Regions from separate parts of the Arabidopsis thaliana genome. Here region 1 is linked to region 2. A link is a contact called in public capture Hi-C data. All regions are on one chromosome and are shown on one strand. Each heading gives the region's core, a stretch centred on a gene start, on an enhancer-like site or on the middle of the called end of the contact. The rest is flanking DNA. Distances are from core to core; before and after follow the strand shown.

Evidence for each region. Capture Hi-C pulls out chosen DNA fragments and counts their contacts.
Region 1: a capture Hi-C map of seedling shows a contact between it and region 2, with 2.6 times the contacts expected there. The contact joins the promoter of AT2G19080 here to the promoter of AT2G18600 in region 2. A contact is called at or near these places in 4 of 26 Hi-C or Micro-C datasets (callus, cotyledon and shoot) and 2 of 3 other capture datasets (seedling and shoot).

The regions. Positions count from the first base shown.
Region 1 is chr2:8,261,433-8,265,573 of TAIR10.1, reverse strand. AT2G19080 (metaxin-like protein) reads right to left here and starts at 2,874. Exons shown (of 6, transcript NM_127465.4): 1 at 2,597-2,874; 2 at 1,708-2,042; 3 at 1,529-1,605; 4 at 1,380-1,440; 5 at 1,125-1,269; 6 at 436-997. The coding sequence starts at 2,756. The coding sequence ends at 828. SHT (spermidine hydroxycinnamoyl transferase) reads left to right here and starts at 3,589. Exons shown (of 2, transcript NM_127464.2): 1 at 3,589-4,141. The coding sequence starts at 3,616. AT2G19090 (DUF630 family protein (DUF630 and DUF632)) reads left to right here. Exons shown (of 4, transcript NM_127466.3): 4 at 1-600. The coding sequence ends at 396.
Region 2 is chr2:8,072,759-8,076,899 of TAIR10.1, reverse strand. It overlaps AT2G18600 (Ubiquitin-conjugating enzyme family protein), which reads left to right and starts at 1,891. Exons shown (of 6, transcript NM_127416.4): 1 at 1,891-2,061; 2 at 2,328-2,449; 3 at 2,849-2,957; 4 at 3,051-3,129; 5 at 3,215-3,331; 6 at 3,426-3,733. The coding sequence starts at 2,335. The coding sequence ends at 3,563. It overlaps AT2G18590 (Major facilitator superfamily protein), which reads right to left. Exons shown (of 5, transcript NM_127415.5): 5 at 4,034-4,141. The coding sequence ends at 4,034.

The DNA of each region.
Region 1 (4,141 bases), core at 1,625-4,124, 190 kb before region 2:
ATATACCGAGTCTGCATTCAATGGTCAAGGTTGCTTAACAGCTTGAATGAAAAACCAGTTTTGGACAAACTTGAGTTCTTTGCCTCAGGGATGGGTTCAATATATGCAAGGCAAGTTAGGGAAGATCCAAACTGGAGTGGAAGCGGGTCAAGGAGATACTCCGGGTCAGAAAGCATGGAGCTTGTAGTGGCTGATAAGGGAGAAGAAGATGTTGTGATGACTGCTGAGAAACTTGCAGAGGTTGCTGTGAAGGTTCTCTGCCATGGAATGTCTGTTGCAGTTAGTTCACTAGCTGAGTTTTCCATCAACTCGGCCGATGAACACTCGAAGCTTGTTAGCCAACCAGCAGACGATGCGTCGGAGCAGCAGCCCCCGGATGTAAATTTCAATTCCTAGTACTTGTTATTAATTTTGTTTGGTTTTAGAGAGTTTAGAATTAGGTAGGTTTTTGGCATCATCTTTTGCTATCAGAAGATAGTTTCTTAGATGGATGAGATTTGTATTATTTAGTAAGACAAATAGAGTTAGTTCAGTTGATTCTGAGGATGTGTACCAAGAGTCTTCTAATGTTCCTCGGTATTTTATCCGGTGAATCGGTTCCCATGATGTGCCTTAAAAACCAATGAAATTTATATAAAAGCCAAAAGCTCTCCTTCAGAACGAAAAGTCGAAAACCATTATAATGTGACTAAATCTCACATCTGTATCCTCTCCATAACTAAGAGTTCAAGAAGAAAAAAGCGTAGAGATTACTGGTTATGTTTTTATCTTAGTCTCAGAGAGTTCGCCTGAGAGTTACCGGTCCATTTAATAAGAAAAGCTTTAGTTTAGTCATCTTCATCTTCATACTCCAGTTCATCAGAACTACCTCCTCCCATCACTGATACGTAAATGACGACAGCTAGAAACTGAGCAGCTAGAAAGAACCTTGCTCTTTTCTTAAATTTTTTCTCCTCTTCGGTCTTTTCTACCTTTGGTTTGCTCTTTGGCTTCGAACCTGAACAAAAGATGAAATTCACTTCCTTCACAGGCTTAAACATATCCAATGAATGTTGCATATATGACAGATATATAATATGATGAAATATATATGATATGGACGTTGAAGGTTAGATGTGTCTTACTCTTTCTTGGAAATGAGGAAGGGAATGAGTGAAGTGGAGGTGAAGGAGATGAAGAAGAGGCTTCAAGGAACTCTGACTTAAGTTTCTCAGCATATCGCACAAGATTACTATGTTCCAGAAGTTTGCACCGAAGCACTGATGTAACCTGATCATGCACCATTAAGAAAACTACTTCATCTAAATAGTTCTAAGGCTAAATTCAACCTGATAAACCCATAACTGAGAAATATATTGGTGAAATTTAAAGCTGCTCACTGGTAACGCTTGGATTATAAAAAGTATGTGCGAGAGTAAGAAAGCATCCAAACTCGATGGCCTGTGGGAAGAGAATAATATAAACATTGTCAATCTTTTACAAAAAGGCTTAAGGGAAAGAATCCAGTTCCGGAATGTGATTGCAATACCTGTCTTCAAAGAGAAACTTCTGCTCACCTAACCTAGTCGACAAAGCTTCATATGCCTCACTTGCTCTCTTGTATATCTGTTCACATTTAAGACTATGAACTTTAATAACTAGTTCAAATGCTCACAAATATAAACCACAGGTCTTCTAAAGTAACAACAAAACTTAAACAAACCCGACCTGTTTTTCTCTTTGCTCTGCGTTCTCTTTGGTGATTCCTAAACGGTTCTTTGCCAAGTATGTCTGCTTATAAAACAGGACCTTGCTGATCACCCAAGGAAGATCTGAATAGTAGATTTTCGATGTAGATATCCCCTCGGTACCAACCCATATCTCATAGGTAAGCGCTTCTTCTAGCCAAGACACAATAAGAGCCTTCAAAGATAAATAATCCGAAAGAGACTGTAGCTGAGAGTCCAGATTAACAATCCCATCTTTCTTCAGTTTTTCAATTACTCCTCCATCTTCATTGTTATATGCAACATATGTATCACTTTCAAAGTACGGCAGTTCATCTATATTAAAAACAAATGATTAACATTGTCAATACACAAGCTTATAAATATTGAATGCACAAATTTGTAAATCCGTGAACAAAGGATTACGAAGTGTCTAGAGATATTATCAAACATAACATAGAAATTCTGAAGATATTGTTAATATACAAACTCAATAGCTAAATCAAACAACTAATTTCTTCTGAACAAGTATGAAACATCATCATTCTCTTCGAATTAACAATTACGATAACGAGGAATTCAACCAAAGCTATAACAAGAAATTATGATGAACACTTCCTATCCAGAAAAATTCACCAATGCATATATACACCTCAAAATTGAATTACTATTGCCTAAAAACCCTATCTAAACTCTGATTAACCTAAGAGCAGGATCTTAATAGTACGAATTCGAATCCAGAACTCAAAATTATCTTGTCTAGGATTCGAATCTCAATTCAAGCTAATAGAATTAACAATGTTCACTTCCAACAGATACACATCACGCAACCAAAACCTTAATCTAACAACAACCAAAATACGAAGCGAGGAATCAAAACAGAAGCAAACCTGAATCAGGGAAGGTTGAATTGAACGCAAGTTCAAAAGGTAGCTGGGCTAATTTCAGGTATATATAAGCAGGAAGACAATTAGGGCAAGCTGTTGGGAGATCGAAGGAAGGCTTCCTTGCCACCAAAGTATAAACATTCGTCTCTTGATCGCCTTCCATTATAGTGACTCGTATGTGTGAGAGCTCTGGTCAAAAGAAGAAGAAGTACTCAAGTAAGTTCGATCGTCGATAGAGAGAGATGGGGCGAGAAGAGAAGATCCAGTCGAGTCCGGGTCTGGGTTAAGGTTTAGTCGGTCGGGTTTAAAACTAGGGTTTATTAATACGATAACTCATTTTGGGCTTTAAAAGGCCCACAAATTACCCATTAAGACAAAACTACTGGAGGAGGAGACTCGGAGAAAGTGGAATTGTTTTCTCCTTTTTGTTAGTTTGTAAAAACTAAAATTACTGTGTAACAGTGTAAAATACATCATCCACATTTTTTTTCTTCAAGATGACTTTATAAAAATAAACTCAACTTAAATTCAGAAGATATAATCAAAACTGGCGATGTGGGCTTTTGAATTTAATGCTATGAAGTTAGTATTTTGGATTTACCATTTCTTTTTAGAGTTTATGATATATACTTAAGGATTTAGTTTAGAATTTATACTTTGGAATATACTTGCATAAAAAAGTATAACACATTCCCTAATAGTGATATGAATTTTATGTTATATGTTCTTACCTCGTTTTTTTTCATTTTTTCGTGGAAATATATATTCATCCACAATGTGAACAAAATAGAGAAGAAGGGTAATACGCGTGATCATATACAACCAACAAAACTAAACCTTATTCTCACTTCCACTAATTAAGCTGCTTCGAAGGAAACAAACTAAACCACGAGAAAAACATTTTTGAATTTTGACTAACAGCAAGAAAAATTCGTTGAATCCATATGATTCTGTGTACTATATAAACATTACTTTAGCACGAACTTCAAAAAGAGAAGAGAAAAAGAAAGGGGGTTTGTGTTATGGCTCCCATAACTTTTAGAAAATCTTACACTATAGTACCGGCCGAACCAACGTGGAGCGGTAGGTTTCCCTTAGCCGAGTGGGATCAAGTTGGTACAATTACTCACATTCCCACCCTTTACTTTTACGACAAGCCATCTGAATCTTTCCAAGGCAATGTAGTCGAAATCCTAAAAACCTCGTTGAGCCGTGTGCTAGTCCATTTTTACCCTATGGCTGGCCGTCTCAGATGGCTCCCTCGGGGACGGTTCGAGCTCAATTGTAACGCCGAGGGAGTGGAATTCATTGAAGCGGAATCTGAGGGGAAGCTTTCGGATTTCAAAGACTTCTCTCCTACGCCGGAATTCGAGAATCTTATGCCGCAAGTAAACTATAAAAACCCTATCGAAACGATTCCTCTATTTTTAGCTCAGGTAACCAAATTCAAATGCGGTGGAATAAGCCTTAGCGTCAACGTTTCCCACGCGATCGTAGATGGCCAAAGCGCGCTTCACTTAATATCGGAATGGGGAAGACTCGCGCGCG
Region 2 (4,141 bases), core at 642-3,141:
TAGCAGCAATGTTCGATTATGATTCAATTGATGTCCATTAGCAATTGGTATCATGAATCGATGCAAATACAAGCTAAGAGAAGACAAAAAGGAGTTTGGGTCAAACCTATGATTTTGCGGAGACCGTTTAGAGGGGCTGGGCCAATGCATTAGTGGAGATGGGCCATTGTTTTGGGGGATGGGCCTAAATTTGGTTAATGGGCTCGAAGAACAGTGGCCCATTAAGAGGAACCCTAACAAGGCAACAGTGTGGCAGAGGATGGTGATGGTGCGACGGATCTGAGGCGGCAGATAAGAACTCCGATAAACGCTAAATGATGCTGGTGGGAATAAGGTCAACGTAGATGAGATACCCACATAAAACAGGTCGGAGGTAAGGATGGTGTTGCATGTAGAGATCATAGCGGTTTTAGATTGGAAAAATTGGGGCTGTTCTGTTGGTGGAAACTTCAAAAAGATGGATGCGGACAAAAGCTGAATAGAAGGAAAGATCATCGAGCATTTCCTCTGCCCTCTGTCGTCAATGAACGGCCGAGGAAGTTAAACGATTGAAGGTTGGGTTGGGATGATTGAGATAATAGCCAGAGAAGAATTAAAAATATGAAGAGATAACGAAAGAAGTGAAACGAAGAAGAGAAATCCCGACGCCGGTGAGCAAAAGCATCACCGGCGCCGGAAGGCGAAGCTAGGGTAGTCTCCTCGATGTTAGTGTCTGGGAGAGTCCTTAAGTTTATATAATGTCGTCATTCTAAGACTTAGATTATCTCCAACTCCGCTACAATATTCATCTCCAAACTCCTTCAGTTGATATTTTAATGTTGCTTATTGCATAAGTGAATGATTACATAAATAAAAATTATATTTAAATTAAAAATAAAAAAAATCTGAAAAAACCGCGGCATAACGCGGGATGATCACCTAATGTTTAATAATTTGATTAAACAAGAACAATTTGCTTTCATTTGTGATTGTTTATCTTATCATATACACCTCGTGAGACATGACGACACCACTAAAATATTGAAAATTCGTTAATAAATTTGTTTCTCTACGGATCTGGATCTTTAGGCACATGGAAAAATTAATAGATTTAGAGTAGTCATGGTGCTTTCTCGAAAAAGTTTTTTTTTTTTTTGAACTTTGAAGTGGAATGTCTAGACCCTTGTGGGTGGTTTAGGGATGATGATGTTCAATAATTTGAAAAAACAACCTTCTAAATCGATTATGAGGGTTCAAAATCTAATCTAATTTTCGAGAAAGCTAATTAACGATTTTGAGGTTTTTTTTTTTGAAAATGATGTCTTTTAGCTAATTATAGAAACTATTAACGGATACCTAACATTGTCTGATTAGTCCATTAGGTAGTTAATAATATGTTTTAGTTGGTTTTGTCAACGAAAATTAGTGATTTAACTTAAAGTTAACATAAAATCAAGTATTTTATTCATCAAATTTAAAATTCATGGTTTAAATCAACGAAAATGGATAATTGATGATTTAAATGGTATTTTTCCCCTCATCTTCTTCTACCATGACTTGAACTCATGCGGTGGTGTTTAGCCCTCATACCAAATGAGCTACAAGAACAGGCTAAATGGTATTTTTCTTACTGTAAATGATGTAGAGCGTTGTATTATGTTTTCAAGTGAGAATGAAAATTGACAGACAAAAAAAGAAAAATACCAGAAAAAAGATATGTGAGTAAAGCCCAAAAGTTTAGTTTTTCTACAAGTTGCTTTTGAAACGATGGATGGGTATGTCAGTAGGCCCATTTAGTTTCGTTAGGCCTAATAAAATGAGTTTTTCCTTTTTTTTTTTTTTAATATTTTTTTGAATAACAGAAGGTTCTGAGGCGAAACCCGTAATCTTTCCAGGCCCGAAACCACAGCACGTAATATTAGTTTCGGATTTTCATTATATATATAGTTTGAAGAAGGGTTGTAATTTTTTCAGAATCAGCTTACGGAGAAAGCTACGTTCGTTCGTTCCTCGTCGAACCAAATCAATAGTGAAGACGAAAGGTTCGCTCATCTTTGTATTGATCTAAAGAATTTGCAACTCGTAAGCTCTCTCCGATCTCTTCGTTTTCACTTTTCGTATCTTAGTTTTTTTTTTGTTTCTTCCTTCCGATTTGATAAAATCTCCGATCGTTTGGTTATCCGAAGAAGATTCATGATTTGTTTCATAGTCAATTTTTAACTAGTTTCGATCTCTCTGAATGAAATTTCGTTAGGGTTTTGAGTGATTGTTCTGTTGTAATTCATGAATTTTCCAAAGAAACTTGTGTGAATAATTGTATGATGTTGTTGATTGATTTGTGAGGGTAGAAGAACGATGATTGGGTTATTCAAAGTGAAAGAGAAGCAAAGAGAAGAGTCTCAAAGTAACAACGGAAGAGGAGCTTCTACTGTCAAGAAGCAATCTGCTGGTGAACTTCGTCTTCACAAAGGTTCTCTTTCTCTTCCTTCTCTCTGTTTTTTTTTTTTGCTTTTGATCTTATTCACTGTCTAATGTTGACCAATTTGTAATTTCTCTGTAGATTTCTAGGGTTTTATGTTGTCTTCTAGTTGGTGTAACTGTAAAATCTCTATTGAATTTGGTTCGTTATGTGTTAGAACTATAAGATTGTAGAGGTTTTATGTTGTCTTCTAGTTGATGTAGTTGATACTCTCTCAGTGTGTTTTGACTTTCTTCATCAGGTTTTGCTGTTGATCTTATTCAGTTTCGATGTTGAACAAACTGTAGATTTTAGGTTCTTTTAGAGTTATCACTATCAAGTATTTTTAGGGTTCTATGTTGTCTTCCAGTAGGTGTAACTGATAAATCATCTCTGTTTATTTGTGCATAGATATATCGGAGCTGAACTTACCAAAGTCTTGTAAGATATCTTTTCCGAATGGGAAGAATGACTTGATGAATTTTGAAGTAACCATTAAACCTGATGAAGGATATTACTTGTAAGTAAACAAAATCTCTATCTTTCATTTTTGTTTTTGGGTCCCTGAATTTGCGCAAAAACACACTCATTCGTTCTTGTTATACCTAAACAGGAGTGGTAACTTTGTGTTCTCATTCCAAGTCTCTAATATGTACCCCCACGAAGCTCCTAAAGTGAAATGCAAGACCAAGGTTAGGCTTTTTTTCCTCAGTCTCTGAAGCGTTTTATGTTGTCTGATATGTTTATACAGAATGCTAAAGAATGTCAATGTTGTAGGTGTATCATCCGAATATCGATCTAGAAGGAAACGTCTGTCTGAACATCTTGCGTGAAGACTGGAAACCGGTTCTCAACATAAACACAGTTATCTACGGTCTTTTCCATCTCTTCACGGTAACAAGTTCTCCCTGACCGATGATACTCCATTGATGTTATTATCTTGGGCCTTCTAATCTGAAGACTTGTTTTGCTTTGTTTGTTCACATAGGAACCCAATTACGAGGATCCTCTGAACCATGAAGCAGCTGCAGTGTTGAGGGATAACCCGAAGACGTTCGAGTATAATGTCAGAAGGGCAATGATGGGTGGCCAAGTTGGCCAAACCTCATTTCCTCGCTGCATGTAGTCTGTCTCTGGTTCGGTTTCATAGCCCTTTTCTTCTTCTAAAATTTTTTGTCTTGTCTACTCTTGTACATTGAGACCAAGAGATTTTAGGAATTTTCTGAATGTTTTTAAATATTAATTTAACTCCTCTACCGCACAATTCTTTTTCAATTCACTACCAGATTATAGCCAGATAATAATACTTGCTTAACAACGAGACGTCTGCCATATATGAATTACACGTTGGTGATTTTGTGTATTTCATCAATACATAAAAACAATTCATGAAAAAAGTACTAGTATAATTTTAGAAAATTTTCTTGTCTCAATAAAGTTTTAATATATCGACTATCACAAAAATATATAAATTCCTAAGAGATGTATTAATTCCAAAAAAGGGATTTGAATATGTAGATTAATTTTTTTTATCTCAAATAAGAAATATCAGAACTACTAAAACAAAAGCAATTAGGATGAGTATAACATTAATTCTCATGCCATCTCTACTTCCCTTGAACTAGTAGTTCTATCGATTTTTCGATCTTTCCGGAAAAGGAAATGCAACGGTGTGTAACAAAGACAACACAATCCAAACGGGAG